2 separate regions of the Mustela erminea genome follow, and region 2 is linked to region 1. The links are chromatin contacts, called in public Hi-C maps. All regions are on one chromosome and are shown on one strand. The core of a region is the stretch at or near the end of the contact, and the rest is flanking DNA. Distances in the headings are between cores, read along the strand shown. Region 1 has its middle 13 kb from the start of TIAL1. Region 2 holds the start of LOC116573699.

The links. Hi-C and Micro-C count contacts between places; a contact is called where the count stands out from the background.
Region 2: a Hi-C map of skeletal muscle shows a contact between it and region 1, with 6 times the contacts expected there. The contact joins the promoter of LOC116573699 here to the enhancer-like site in region 1. A contact is called at or near these places in 3 of 3 Hi-C or Micro-C datasets (fibroblasts, skeletal muscle and spleen).

What each region holds. Positions count from the first base shown.
Region 1 is chr14:80,785,589-80,793,115 of mMusErm1.Pri, forward strand. No RefSeq gene overlaps it. Among named protein-coding and RNA genes, the nearest start is that of TIAL1, 13 kb to the left of the region's middle. Within about 2 kb of position 3,268, the one cell type or tissue checked has open chromatin away from gene starts, as enhancers often do. A contact at or near this core is called in fibroblasts, where this site is marked.
Region 2 is chr14:80,842,146-80,849,672 of mMusErm1.Pri, forward strand. LOC116573699 reads left to right here and starts at 4,838. Exons shown (of 4, transcript XM_032313953.1): 1 at 4,838-5,658; 2 at 6,402-6,587. The coding sequence starts at 5,243.

The sequences.
Region 1 (7,527 bases), core at 2,018-4,517:
AGAGGAATTAGCTAGGCAGGCAACAATAGGAATGAACCTCCGGCATCATGCTAAATGAAATAGACCCGGTTCAAAAGGCTACATGCTGTGTGACTCCATTTGTATGAAATTCTGAAAAGGGCAAAGCTGTAGGAATGGGAAGCAGATCAGTGATTTCCACAGGCTGAGAAGGGCTAGTGGAGGAGTTGACCCCAAAAGGGTATAGGGAGATTTTGAGATGTGATTGAATTGTTCTATAACTGGATTTTGTGATAGTTATAGGACTAAATTATACCTTCATAAAAATGTGCTAAAAAATGAACAGGAGGCAGTCAGGTAAAAAAAAAAAAAAAAATTAAAAAATTATTCTAGGGCGCCTTGGTGGCTCAGTTAGTTAAGCAACTGCTTTCGGCTCAGGTCATGATCCTGGAGTCCTGCATCGGGCTCACAGCTCCGGGGGAGTCTGCGTCTCCCTCTGACCTTCTCCCCTCTCGTGTTCTCTTTCACTCTCTCTCAAATAAATAAAGTCTTTAAAAAAAGAAAAAGAAAATTGTTCTACTGAAAAGAAACTATATGATAACACAAAATTGCCAACTTAAATATATTAATGATACATAGGGATTGACAATAATTCTGCAATGTAGTAGTTATCTTTTACTTACTATGTTTAAAATTTTAATTCCAGCATAGCCAACCAGTGTTATATTAGTTTCAGGTGTACAATATAGTAGTCATCTTAAACATGCTGTCATTAAACTTAATTAAGATAGGCACCCTACGTAAAGTTAATATGTTTTGACTTTTAATTTAAATATTGCTATTTAAGAAATCTATACAAAAAAAATCAATAAATTGAAACTGATGAAAAGAACAAAAACCCCATGTTGTATGTGGCTATAGTTGATTTTTCACTGCTGTACAATATTTCCTTGTGTGCCCACTGCAATTTATTCATTCTCCCTGTAATAATGCATTTTATGCTATCATGTATGGTATCACTACAAATATTAAATAATGATTTAATAAAATATTTGTCCTTTTCCTGAAAATCTTTAGTTACTTCCATTCCCTATAGGATAAAACCCAAGGGGACCTTTGGGGCTGCATCAGTAGGATGTCCTGGACTCTGGCTTCTCTCTGGGTTTAGCCAAAGGGGATACCAGCTAGACTTGCCAGATAAAATACAGGAACCCCCCCATTAAATTTGAATTTCAGATAAGCAATTTAATTTTTTTTTTTTTTTTAAGCAGAAGTATTTCTTATGTAATCTGGCAACCCCTTGTACTGGCAGGAAAGGGGAAAGAGAATCTCATTTATTCCCCAAACTTCCCACCTGCTGGACCACTGCAATGGGCTGGCTGTAGGCCCCACATCAGAATTTGCCTGGCTGCTATCAACACACAGCTCACAGGTTCTAGAAACTGGTCCTTCCTCTTTCTCTGTCAGGCCTAAAAGTGGTAGTTAATAGCTCCCAGCTATTATTAGTAGCAGGATCCTGTACCGACTTCTTATTGCCGTTACTAAGTCCTGCCCACACTTTTGGAAATAGATCCTGATTCAGTTCTTTTCAATTCTCTACTTTTGGTGCGTTGTCCATGCCCTGCTGGATATCGACAAGCCTGGACGTGGCTCTTTGAGACAGAATGCACAGCTCCTTGCCCTCTTTTTTGGTACTCCCCCGGCAATTTATGTCTACCCATGGAAGTCCTGCCAGGATCAGAGGGTGGGACCCTCTCTCTGGCCCAACACACCAGATCCAGTCAAGCCCCTCTGATTCTTTCCGCTAGTTGGTCACTGTTCTCTCCTCCCGGGTGGGATCTCCTACCTTGCTTTCCTCTCTGCACCTTTGGTATGAGCACAGTGCTCTGAGCTCTCTAGGCCCCAGGTCTCTGAGACCTCAAGAAACCTTTACTCTCTGAATAAACCCAGATCTTGTGATGGAAGGGTGGTGGCTTTCAAGGCCACTGTTTTAGTTAAATGTTTGAAAAAATCCACTCAGAAGCCCTGTGAACTTCTAGGACCTTCTAGGCCTTCTGTGCCAGACCCGGACATTCTCCCCGGTGAGATGAGAAATGTTACTATCTTTATGGATGAGGGTGACAGGGCAGTGAGACCTTGTCAGCACAGAATAAAGCCTCAGTTACCTCCGTATGTTATGCCACGGTGAGGTATCTAGTAAGTGAGAGTTCAGTGCCGTCGTGCTTAGGAAAGATTTAAAAAGAGTTAATAATAATAGGTGCCTGGCTGGCTCAGCCCATGGAGCGCACTACTCTTGATCTCAGGGTTGTGGGTTTGAGCCCCATGTTGGGTGTAGAGATCACTAAAAATAAAATCGTAGGGCTGCCTGGGTGGCTCAGTCGGTTAAGCGGCTCCTCGGGTCATGATCCCAGGGTGCTGGAATTGAGTCCGGTGTCGGGCTCCGAGCTCGGCGGCTGTCTCTATATCTTTATGTCAAATAAATAAATTAATTAATTAAAAAAAATTTTTAAAAGTTAATAATACTGGTCGTTATCCCTTATCAAATGTTCCACCTGGGCTGAGCTCTGTGCACACACCATCAGTCGTCAACACGCCTGCAAGACTGTGAAGCACTGGGCGCCTGGGTGGCTCCGTGGGTTAAAAAGCCTCTGCCTTTGGCTCAGGTCATGATCCCAGGGTCCTGGGATCGAGCCCCGCATCTAGCTCTCTGCTCGGCAGGGAGCCTGCTTCCCCCTCTCTCTCTGCCTGCCTCTCTGCCTACTTGTGATCTCTGTCTGTCAAATAAATAAAATCTTAAAAAAAAAAAAAAGACCGTGAAGCCTTCCATCCGAGTCTCAGCTCCCACCACCCCACCCTGCGCTCCAAGACGCCGGGCTGGGAGTCCGCAAGCCACCAGTCTCCTTTGTCAGAGGAAGTTTGGAAGGTGAAGGAAGAGACTTGCCCCTTCTTAAATCTGTTTACTGCTTCCCTGGAGCTGCAGATGGTTCCAGTTTCCAACTTCTTTCCTCATTCCCAGCACAGCCAGAGGGCATGGGCGGGGTGGGGAAAGTAGGGGGAGAGGCGGGAGGTGGGGTGGGGCATAAGGAGGGCGGAGGCCTGCACGCCCCACGTCTGTGCCCAGCTCCAGGACACCCCTCCTCCAAGATCCCGAGGTAGTACGTGGCTGGAAGCCCCTTCCTCTAAATTTGTAGGTTCGGTTCCTGTGATGGATTATTACACCGGTGACACACACACCCCCCTCCATGGATCCTGCCTTCTGATATCCAGGCCCTGGAGTGGTCCCCTTGGGCGGGACACAGCTAGATCAGGCGATCTGCTTTGGCCAATGGGACAGACAGGAATCCGAGGCTGGAGGACCATCTGTGCTCTGAGATGTCTCCTCTCCGGACTGACGGGCTGGGAGGAGCGGGCTACCTCTCACACGACCCAGCCTACCTTCCAGTGCAGGACTGAAGCATTAATGAGTCTTGGTGAGACCAGGAGAAGAACTGCCTAGCCAACCAGCCAACCCCAAGAGCGGTAAGTCTCTAAGCTTTGGGGAGGTTTCTTGAGCAGTAATAGGGACCTAAAGCAGTTCTGGTCATCCCAGGCTCTTCCCTCCACCGCGGGGATGGTGGCTGCTTCCCCACAGCTGTTCTCTGGGACCTCAAAACACCTGATCTGTTCTCTCAGGCCTCTGACACACGCTTCACAATTACCCTGTGTTCTCTTTGTGAACGCAACCAGAGTAATTTCTGTTTTCCCGACTGGACCCCACTGACACAAGTGCTACTATATCCATTCTACAGATGAGAAAACTGAGGTTCGGAGAAATTAAGAAATATGCCAAAGGTCACTGCTCACAAGGGCCCCAGGCTGACTTCGCAGCCCTTGCTATACTTCACAGTAACACTATTAATCTACAAAAATAGATAACTGTACTGTACCATAAATAGGTTTTTCTAGATGATTATGAGGACAATTATTTGAAGTTGATGTCACCGCAAGAAGGGCTTTTGTTCAAGATCCAGAAGGCTCCAGCTCCCGACCAGCAGAGGGAGCTCTGTCCCTAAGGACTCAGCCAGAGGCTGGCTGACCCAGAGGGGAAAAAAGATGACAATTCCCGTCCCGGTCACAAGATTTGGAGGAGCACCTCATCATTGGAGACTGTAGGCTCTTTGAGGGAAAGGGAAAACAAGCAATGTAACAGTTGTTAGACCCGCAAAAACAGTTGTTAGACGCGTAAGAACAATTTAAATGTGTCCATTTAAATTGTCAAAATATGGGATTGGAGCTGCCCTGTGTGAAAAGGAGGGTCCTCCGAGAGAAGGAGTTCACGTTCCCTTCCTGGCCTCCTCCCAGCTTGGGCTGGATTCCACTCCAAGGTTAAGTTTCTCTGGGGTCGACCACATTTCCCGGTGACAGAGTAGCTGAGTAAAAAGGACCTTGTCTCCATCCGCATGTGGTTCTTTCCTGAGTCCCTTCCTATACAGTAGTAATAGGAGGAATGAAGGAATGGACTGCTTCCTCCCGGGAGAGCTTGTGACTGTCTCGCTTCTCCTTCCCACTCCCTCGGCTCCGGGGCTGCACCAGCCCTGCCCTTGCTCTAGAGGTCTTCTCACTCCCGCGCTCTGGAAGCACTCGCCCTGATGACAACGGGTCTCTGTGAAACCAGCTCTTCCTCGCAGCACAGCAGCAAAACCTGAGACTCCAGTCTGAGCTCTGGGGTGGTAAATAAATACTAGACCTCGAAGCTTGTAAGCAGCTTTCACAGCCCAACCGAGGTAGGGTAAAGGGGGCAGCAGGGGGCCAGCCCCGGTACCTCCTCTCCCTGCACCAGGGCTTACGGCGAGCAATCACAGATCCTGTGGCTTCCCAGCTGCCTGCCGTGGCCTCCAGTTTGGGAGCTAGGGCTAGGTAGAAGTAATAAGCCAAAGATCAAATTTGGGCATTCTTGACTTCCCCTAGCCAAAATGCCATTTTAAAACATGATGTAGTAGGTAACACAAACTAAGGAAATTTATCTTCTCATAATTCTGGAGGCTCTTAAGTCTGAGACCAAGGTATTGGCAGGATTGGTTTCTTCTGAACCTCTCTCCTTGGCTTGCAGATAGCTTTTCCCCGTGTTTCCACATGGTCTTTCCATGTGTGTACCTCTGTACTAATCTCCTCTCTCCTAAGGATATCACGGCCCACCCTAATGACCTCATATAACTTAATCACCTCTTTTTAAAAATTCTCTCTTCAAAGCCAGTCACCAGGGGCTGAGGACTTCTACTATGTTTTTTGTGGAAGGGACACAATTCAGCCCTTTAACAATCAGAATGACAGTATATTCCATGTATGACAAATAAAAGGAAATCCATATCCCGACACAATGTAGTGAAACTGCTGAATGTCAAAGACAAGGAGAAGATCTTAAAAGCAACTAGAGAGAAAAGCCACACCTCGCAAAAACTGTAGGATGGCTCCCCATCGGCATTCCAAGATCCAGCTTCCAAACGGGGGCTTAGCCCCTGGCCTGTCTCTCAAGAGGTCTTGCCCTGAGGTTTGCCTTCTCTGAATCCATGCAGCATTCCAAGCCTGTAATGTGGCCTTCCTATTGACCCGCAGCCCGTGGGGGGCTGGCAAGGCCACCAGACCTTAAATCTGTCTCCCACACACACCAAACGTTAAAAAGCCATTTAGGTTACAACACCACTTTAAAAGCAGACCCGTGTAGGGGTAGCTACAGAGGGCAAAAGGGGTCTGGATGGTTGTCGGTGTGGGAGATGGGATCAGTCGGATTTCTGGGCCAGAAAAAAGAAAGGTGGCATAGACAGGATATAGTTCACATTGTTGCCAAAGGTCCTGAAAGCAGGTGTCTGTGGTGTGGGAAAAATCTTCCCTGACACCCCTGTCTCTAGTGCTCATGGTCACCAGTGCCTGAGGCCTGGCATCTTACAATTTAATTTGTCGGGCGCGGGGGGTTGGTCTACTCCGTGAGACAGCATCAGTCTTAACCCCTGTGCTGGGCACGCCCTCGAGAGATGTTTTATGAACCAGCTGATGGGAACCCTTGGAGAATCTTTGTCTGCTAGAGCCTACAGTGGGCTCTGACCTACTTGGGGTGGGGTGGGGGGGCGGATTTAGAACCGAGCTGTCCTTCCACTGCTGCAGCCACTGCCTCCACCACCTCCTGCGTGGCAAGTGGCCTCCACCTCCCCCCCAACCTCCATTTCAGTGCGTTCTCCACATTGCAATCACATGATCTTTTTGAAAAGACAGGAATCAGACTACATCCCCGTTTTGCTTAAAATCTTCTGCAGCATTGAGAATGAAATCCAAACTCTTGGCTGTGGTCTGTGAGATCCTGCAAGACAACGGAGCCCACTGGTAGAGTTTCTTCTCTTTTCCTCACCGTGATCTAGTCATCTGGACTTTTCTCAGCTCATCAAACATAGCCAGCTCTTTCCCACCCCTTGTTCTTCCTTTTTGCGGAGAATGGTCTTCCACAGCTCTTCCTGGTGCCAGGCCCTTGGCATCTATCAAATCCCCGCCCATATCTCTCCTCCCTCACCTCCGATGGGAAGTGGATTCCCCTAGTTACTATTTCACCCCTATTTGTTTCCTTCTTGGTGGCAATCATAAGCTCTCTTGGTTTTGTTAGCTTGCTTATTTATGTCTGTCTCCCTGCCTAGAATCGGATAGGACAAGGACCCACCTCGTCACTTCGTCTTTTGCCCATTGGATCTCTAGCCCCCCAGCACCGCGCTGGTGTCATCAGTAGGCTTCACATGCCGGGTGCTGTCCAGCTGGGGTCCCTGGACCCTTTAGCAGAATGCGTACACCCCAAGGGAACCCAAAGCCCAACAGAATCACAAGATCTGCACCTCTGGCCCAGTCCAGCTCAGTTCCCAACCATCCAGGCTACTCTGAAAATGTAACTTGACCCCAGGAGCCAAAAGTAGTTGAAATGCAGAGCTAGCAACAGTTTACCTCCATAAATTCGACTCCCTGTTGCTCGTGGTATTAACTCGGTTTCAGGCACTTCCACTTCAATTAAGACTTGGCACACTTCAAAATACCTCTGAACAGCAGGACACTGATTGAATTCGAGGTGCCAGGAAGCCAAAGGGAAAAATAATAGTAAAACCACTGGTCCTTTTACATTGTAGTTAAAAGCTTGAACAAACAAGTATTACACCTCCTTTCATGTTCTCTTCTGTTCCAAATTAATCTGGAAGAAGCAGAGTAACTTACACTGTTTTTAACCTGCCCCATTAGGCATGTCCGGGCTGGTCCACGGTGCTCTCAATGTGACGCTCCAGTTTGTCACTCTGCAGCACTGTTGTCACACAGTGTGGGTCACGTTTATAAGACCTGTAAGTTTTAGGGCGCCTGGGTGGCTTGGTTGGTTGGGCAGCTACCTTCGGCTCGGGTCATGATCCCAGGATCCTGGGGTGGAGCCCCACATCTGGCTCCTTGCTCAGCGGAGAGCCTGCTTCTCCTCTGCCTCTCCCTGCTACTCCGCCTGCTTGTGCTCTCTGTCAATTAAATAAATAAAAATTCTTAAAAAAAAAAAACCTGTAAATGTTGAAAAGTTTTGAT
Region 2 (7,527 bases), core at 3,588-6,087, 58 kb after region 1:
CAGGTGGTCTGGATGGTTCTGGTGAGTCCACGCTTCTCACGGGCTGAGTCTCTGCAGCACGGCGCCCCACCGTGGGCTGTGCGTTCCTGGAGCTCCTGGGTGAGTATGGCCCGTTTGCCCACTGTTCTGTAACATTAGACAAATGCAATCATACGCCAGGAAACAGGATCCAGAGTCCAGGTTATTTTGGGATATGCAGGAGCCTGTGGGAAAATGCTGGAACATATCTGAGTCACTTCGGCAAATACCTTTCTTTCCGTGTTCCAGCATGTTTTGTGCTTCCAGGCGGCACAAAAGGGCGCCAGTGGGCGCACACGCCCCTGTTGGACCTGCCCTTCCAGAGCAGCACTCCCTGGATCCCCCCTGGTGTGCCGCCTCCCCTGAGCTCTGAAAAGTGAGTGCAGAGGGCTGAGCGGCTAGTTTAAGCCCTTGGAAGCCTTAAGGGGTGGGTGGGGGGCGGGGCGGCATTGTGGTGACGCACCCAGAAGGGATTCAAAATAAAAAGCAGTAGTAAGCCCCAAGTAAGTGTAAGGATGATCTCAATGTGCCAGGTGACACTCTGCTGCTTTTTAAAAACTGGAAATGAAATTCCTCCCAGAGTGTGTGTGTGTGTGTGTCCACACATGCACACTTCGGTATGTTCCTGCTCTCTTGGGACTCAGGTCGTCTGTGGTCCAGCACCACCCACCAGGAACCAGTGGGGATCAGAAAGAGCCACCTCAGTCCCCGGCAGGGCGCTGAGCAGGGGGAGCAGGGACCAGGAGCAGAGCGCAGAGTGGGGAAAGCCAGCAGTGCTGCCATGCTGCTCAGGGCGGGGAGGGGAGGCAGCCGCAGGTCCTATAGGTCCTGCGGATGGGGTCCTCCCCAGACCGGAGCCCAGGCCAAAGGGGCCAGAACCGCGGGTGTACCTGGAGGCCAGCCTGAAGGTGGCGTAAGGAGATACAGAGGGGATTGGAAAAAGCATCTCAGGTAAGAAAGAAGGGGCCTTTGTCAGGAGCACTACTGTTCCTGACCCTGCCTGCTCCAGCCAGAGCTCTGCCCTGATGCCCTTGCTTGCCCTTGTGGGGGCTGGGCTTTCTCCACATCCTCGTCCCCCAGCAAAAGGTCTTCTCTGGTCCCAACAGGAGTCTTACCATCCGTCTCTTCCTGGTTTTCTTCCGCTTCCTCTCTCCTTTTCTCAGAACAGGGCTCCTTCTCCTGGTTTAGCTTACAAAAAGCACAAACCAGAAGGAAACCTTTCTTCCTTGTTCCTCAGTTTACCCCCTTTATTATGAAATATGGTGAAAGACCCAGAGTCACCACCGGGTCTCCCACATAGTGCTCTCCCAGCTGCATCTCCCACCAGCACCCAGCACCCAGCACCCAGCACCCAGCACCCTGTGGTCGCAGTGCCACACCTCCCTGTGCTTCTCCCCATCAGAACTGCCAGACTCACCTTCCTCCCCTGCCCACTCCTAAACAGCGAGTTCTCCCAGGCTCACTTCCCTGACCTCCTGCTCTTATCGCTGCAGGATAGTTAGCTGTGTGTTAACTTGGTGAGGGGACAGTACCCAGATACTTAATCAAACACTAGCCTAAGAGTTGCTGTGGAGGCATTTTGTAGATGTGGTTAATGTCTACAGTCAGTTGACTTGACGTAAAGGAAATTACCATCGATAATGGGGGTGGGCCTCACACAATCAGTTGAAGGCCTTTAGCAGAACAACTGTTCTCCTGGAAACGAAAAAATTCTGCCTTAGAACTGTACGATCAGCTCCCACCTGAGTTTCCAACCCGCCTGCCTGACCTACAGATTTCAAACTTGACTGTCCCCATCGTGTGAATAATTCTTTTTTTTTTTTTTTTAAGATTTTATTTATTTGACAGAGATCACAAGTAGGCAGAAAGGCAGGAAGAGAGAGAGGAAGGGAAGCAGGCTCCCTGCTGAGCAGAGAGCCCGATGTGGGGCTCGATCCCAGGACCCTGGGACCATGACCTGAGCTGAAGGCAGAGGCTTTAATCCACTGAGCCACCCAGGCGCCCCTGAATAATTCTTTAAAATAATTCTCTTACACACACACACACACACACACAGTGTTTCTCTAGACAACCATGACTCACATGCACTGTTTATGCTCTCTGCCCTCACCGGGTCACTGGCTGCCAGTTTCCACACTGTGGTCACTTCTGGATCTATGTCACTGACCCCCCCTTTCTCCTGAACACCAAACCTCTATGCACAGTTGCCTACGGGGTTCCCTCAGAAGCACCTCAGTTCTGTCACAACACAGGTCTTCCTCAGGGTGAAGCTCGCATACAGAGGTCACCACCAGGGGCAGCAGTGACAGAGCCAGCTGTCCCAGGGGTGGGGGAGGGCCTGGGGACAGACACAGGCCATTGCTTAGCACTGCCTACCCCCCCAGGAGTTGGCATGGAGGGACAGGGCTCCAGTGTTGTTAGAGTTTTCCAGTGTTCAAGGAAGTCCAGAAATTGGTTCATGTGAGATATCTCCATTTTAAAATATTTTTAAATGTTTTTAAAAACACAGCCGGCCCAACAACCCCCCATCTGTAGGCCAGATTTGGCCTTTGGGCTCTTAATTAGCAAACTGCAAGTCCCACTGTGCTGTATATACTTAATTCCGTCCCCAGTCCCTTCTGTGCCTCCGTTTGCTGTGAGCTGAGTGAGGACTGTGGCCTGGGTTCCCTTGACCCCACTTGGGGTGAAGCAGGTCAACAGGAGAAGGAGGGGTGGACCGAGGGAACTGGGCTGCCCGCTCCCATCTCGACATCTCCCTGAACTCCTTTCTCTCTCCTCTGCCCATCCAAGGCTTCATCCTGTCACTCACAGACTGCCAACAGCACCTTGCTGGGTCTAGTTCAGTGCTGGCCTGCCTTCAAGGTGCCCCAGCCCCTGGCCCCTCCGTTCTAGAGAAGTCTGCAAATGCCTCCAGGCCCACTGTGTAAACACAACTCAAACTCACCCCTGTCACCCCAGCTGTCTTACAGGCCTGCCCGGGTCACGGGTGGTTGTGAGTCAACACTCGTGTCAGACTGAGTTTCAATCCCAGCCTCTTCGTTCAGTAACTCTGTGGCCTTCAGCAGCCTCTTCACCTTTTTGAACCTCAGTGGCTCCCTTAGTTAAATGGTGACAGTGAGTGTGTCAGACTCTGCTTGGGTAACATTCCGTCTGGAGGACACCAGCTCACCCAGGACGGTCACCGACAGGACAGTTTCCACCGCTCTTCCCTCCCTACCACCCAATGCCAAGGGCAAAGGGACCAGGGAACAGAGCCATCGCGTTGGTCCTTCTGCTCTGCAACCTCAAGATGGTACGTGGGTCCAAGAGTGGGCGATGGCACCCCATGCCAGTTTCTTCCCTCCCTTCCCATCTCTGTTACCTCCCTGTTCGGGTCTGGATGACATCATACAGTGGACTCCAGGCAGGGAATTTATGGTTGCAAGAAATAGGGAACACAGACCCCCCCACACACACTCTTCTGCCCCAGGCTAAAAAATGACCTCAAGCAACAGGGTTTACTGCCAAGACCTCTGAGCCCTAAACTAGGGCAGGCCTCAAGGGGAGCAGGGGCTGAAGGAAAGCACAGAGCTAAGGGCCCACAATCTGCCACTGAACTCAACTGCCAGCAATCCCGGAAGTGCTCTGCTCTCCTCTGCCCACCCATGATGAGGACATTGGAATCAGGACACGACGCTGTGAGGGGAGTCCTCACGTTGGCAACCACTGGCCATTTCCAAGATGGGCCTTCTGGGAGAATGACCTCAACAAAGGGAGACCAGGAACCATCACAGCTCCTGGGAGCTGGAACTTACTGCGGGCAAACACGGGGGAGTGGAGACATAGGGACAAGTGGGGCACACAGGCTATCAATACTCGTGGCATTTGTTGCCTAACGTGGCAGTCACCCCTTGGCACCCCTCAATGGTGTATACGTGGTCAGGACTGAGGGGGACACTCCAATTCCAAAACTGAGACATATAAAGGAAGCCCTTTCATACAGCTCTCAAGAAAATGCAAGCAGATTCAACCCTAGGCGGTGGGGGGTTGAGCCGGACAGAGCCGGCGTGAGGGCCAGCTCCCGACCCAGAGCCTCGAGGTGTACAGGCTCCGCTGCCCCAGCCCCGCAGGCCTGCCTTCCTGCCACTGCTCCCCGGATGCAGGCAGGGCGGGCCAGATTCGACAAGCGTCAGAAAGGACCAGGCTGAGCATCGTCATGTGGCAGCTGCCCGTGGGTAAGCTCCAGGAACGCAGCCTTTGCGAGCGACAGACTCTTGAAACCGCGTAGCGGTGACTGACCAGTGCAGTGCGGGAGTGAAGAGGGGAGTCACCAAGGTCCCGGGCTGTTGGAGCCGATTACTTGGGACGTGGTGTGCCTCTGTCAGCTTCTAGCCGTGTGAGGTGGAGAGTTCTAGAAAGAGTCTCCAGAGACGGTGGCAACTGCACTGGCATCAGGGTCATCATCCAGCTTCAGAAGGCCTTCCTCTCCCCTACTTCCCCTTCCGCCCCTCCCCTGACACAGCTTCTATTTACGCCGGACCCTGCTGACACAGGCTCTCCGTGGCCACATGGTCGCTCCATCCGAACCATTTAGCTTCCCGTCCCACAGGTCACAGATTCATCCTCTACATTCCTTCTTTTGTGTGTGTGTGTGTGTTTAAGATTTTATTTATTTATTCAACAGACAGAGATCGCAAGTAGGCAGAGAGGCAGGCAGAGAGAGAGGGGGAAGCAGGCTCCCTGCTGAGCAGAGAGCCTGATGCGGGGCTCGATCCCAGGACCCTGAGATCATGACCTGAGCCGAAAGCAGAGGCTTAACACACTGAGCCACCCAGGCACCCCCATTCTCTCCACAACTTAGTGAAAAGGCTTAAATGCGTGGATCCGACTGACAGCTCAACGCTTCCCACCGGGTGAGGCAGTTGGCCAACCAGCTCCCAGCTTGTCTGCTGAAGGTCAGCTAGGGCCGGAGTGATGAAGCAGAGGAATGTGCTTTAGCCCACACCTGCTGGATGGCCGTCCCCTCAGCAGAGCCTTGATCTCTTGGAGACAGAGCGCCTGAGGACCCCACCAGCTCCATTGCAGGGCCACGCGCTGAAGAACACAACTAGCGGAAAAGGAAAAAGTCCGGCTTTCCTTGGGTGTTAAAACGAGGTGACTTAGTCACTCCTGGTAACCAGCTCGGTCTGCTTCATCCAACCCTCCTCGGCTCCAGGAATCAGGTCTAATTTTTCCAAATAGTTGCATGAGCACCTGCAGGAGTGTCTGGGAGCGGGAAGTCCAGGGTCCTCCTTGCAAGGCCTCTCCCTCCCTCAAACCTGCCACCCACGAACCTCGGGGTGCGCTCACTCAGGTCAGCGGGGTCAGGCCTGCGGCAGGTGCGGGGGTGGGTGGGGAGAGATCGCAGGTGTCATATGTTCACCCTCCGGGGAGTGCTCGCTCGGGTTTGCTGCTGAAAGGGGGCCCTTCCTTGCTCCTTTGGCAGAACCTGGCCTGGATCCCTAAGGCCTCCGCAGAGGGCCGCATTCCCGACTCCGAGTGCAAAGACTTCCTGAAACGCACGGATACCCCCAGCACGTGGATCCAGATACCCTGCCTCAGCCGTACCCTGGGCAGGACCCGGCATGGGATCCTCACTAAGTCTCAGCCTTGTGGCAGCCGGTTGGTAGCAGGGAAAGCCCCCGTGCCTCCGCCTTGAGGCCCGGGAGCAGAGGACAGGGACCTTTCCAATTCACTGAACTGCACTCACGTACCTGTTACTATAAACCGATAACCGGTTTGGTTAGCATGAGGAATGTGGCTGCCCAGGGGCGCCTGGGTGGCTCAGTGGGTTAAGCCTCTGTCTTCGGCTCAGGTCATGGTCTCAGGGCCCTGGAATCAAGCCCCGCATTGGGTTCCCTGCTCAGAGGGGAACCTGCTTCCCCCTCTCTCTCTGCCTGCCTCTCTGCCTACTTGTGATCTCTGTCAAATAAGTAAATAAAATCTTAAAAAAAAAAAAAAAAAAGAATATGGCTGCCCAGAGGGGTTACAGATGATGTGCAAATATGTTCTGCTAACAGAGCAGTCTGTGACTCTGTGGCATTGGTCAGTGGCAAAACCAGGAGGGGCCCCAAGAAGCCCTTCAGAGGGCTGCACATGGACCCTCCGCATCTCCTCCACGTGTGGTGCTGAGGAAGTGCTGGTCACCATAACAGGACTTCTCCAAATACCTTCACCTCAACAAGAGTCTTTGTCAACTTTAACAGAACACAGCCAAATGCTGTCAACCATTCTTTTATTTTATTTATTTATTTTTTTAACCCGTGGGTCTCTGGGCTTCTCATGAACCCTCACTAAGCTTCCTCCCACCTCCCACCCTCACACCCCCAAACCCCTGCTCTCTCCACTTCTGATCTCTCTCACAGAGTTTCCCTCAGGAGCTTCCATATCCCTTTCTGTCAGTGGCCCTGCATCTCCCCCAACAGCGTTTCCCGTCTTTGGATCTCAGAGAGAAAGCGCTGCGATCTGGAGATTTTGCCTGCAGAAGACTCCTTGACTTTTAGACACTTTCTCATTCTTCCTCCCTGGCAACGAGATTTGCTCGTCAAGAGGTATTAAAGGCGGGGGCAGGCTTCTCCACTCTTTCAAAAAGCTTTATACCACTTTCCACTCAGGGCAACGAGGGCTTACTTGCCCTACATTCTCATAATTAAAAGAATCCAGACAAGGATTCTTACCTGAATAATGAAAGTTTTAAGGTGACTCGGAGTAAAAAAAAAAAAAAAAAAAAAAAAAAAGTTCTAAGGTGACTCTGACATAGAAGCAGCTGGCATTGATTTAGAAATTTCTCCCAACAGGTGTCCACTTATATTAACATTTTTGGAGGTAATTTTGACAAATTATTGGGTCACAAAGTCCTTTCAAACAAAAAAGATTATCCCAAATACATTTTTAAATACTTCAGACTTAAAAGTATTAAAAATAGAGTGAAACCCTCCATTTTGATTTTTTTTTTTTTTTAAGATTTTTTATTTATTTATTTGACAGAGAACACAAGTAGGCAGAGAGGCAGGCAGAGAGAGAGGAGGAAGCAGGCTCCCTGCTGAGCAGAGAGCCCGATGCGGGACTCGATCCCAGGACCCTGAGATCATGACCTGAGCCGAAGGCAGCGGCTTAACCCACTGAGCCACCCAGGCGCCCCCATTTTGATTTTTTTGTTCACTACATTGAACCCTAATGATCCAGATATCAGCAAATACGTAGTTCAAAAATAAAATGACATTTTGTAATTATTTCATGAAGAGTTTCAAGGATACATTTTCTTAGAATGGCACAGAAGAGAGAGGGGGAAAGAGAGAGGAGGGGGTAGGTTGGAAGTGAAGAAGTGGGCCCCAAGAATAACTTATTGTTAATTAGTGCAAAATGTGTGGCTGAAATGGTTGATTTTGGATAAATGTGATTTTTTTTTGTGATACATTAGAATATGAAACTCAAAATCTCTCTTTAGAGCTAAGGCTTTACCAAAGCTGTTTAAAGGGGTGAAATCATCCC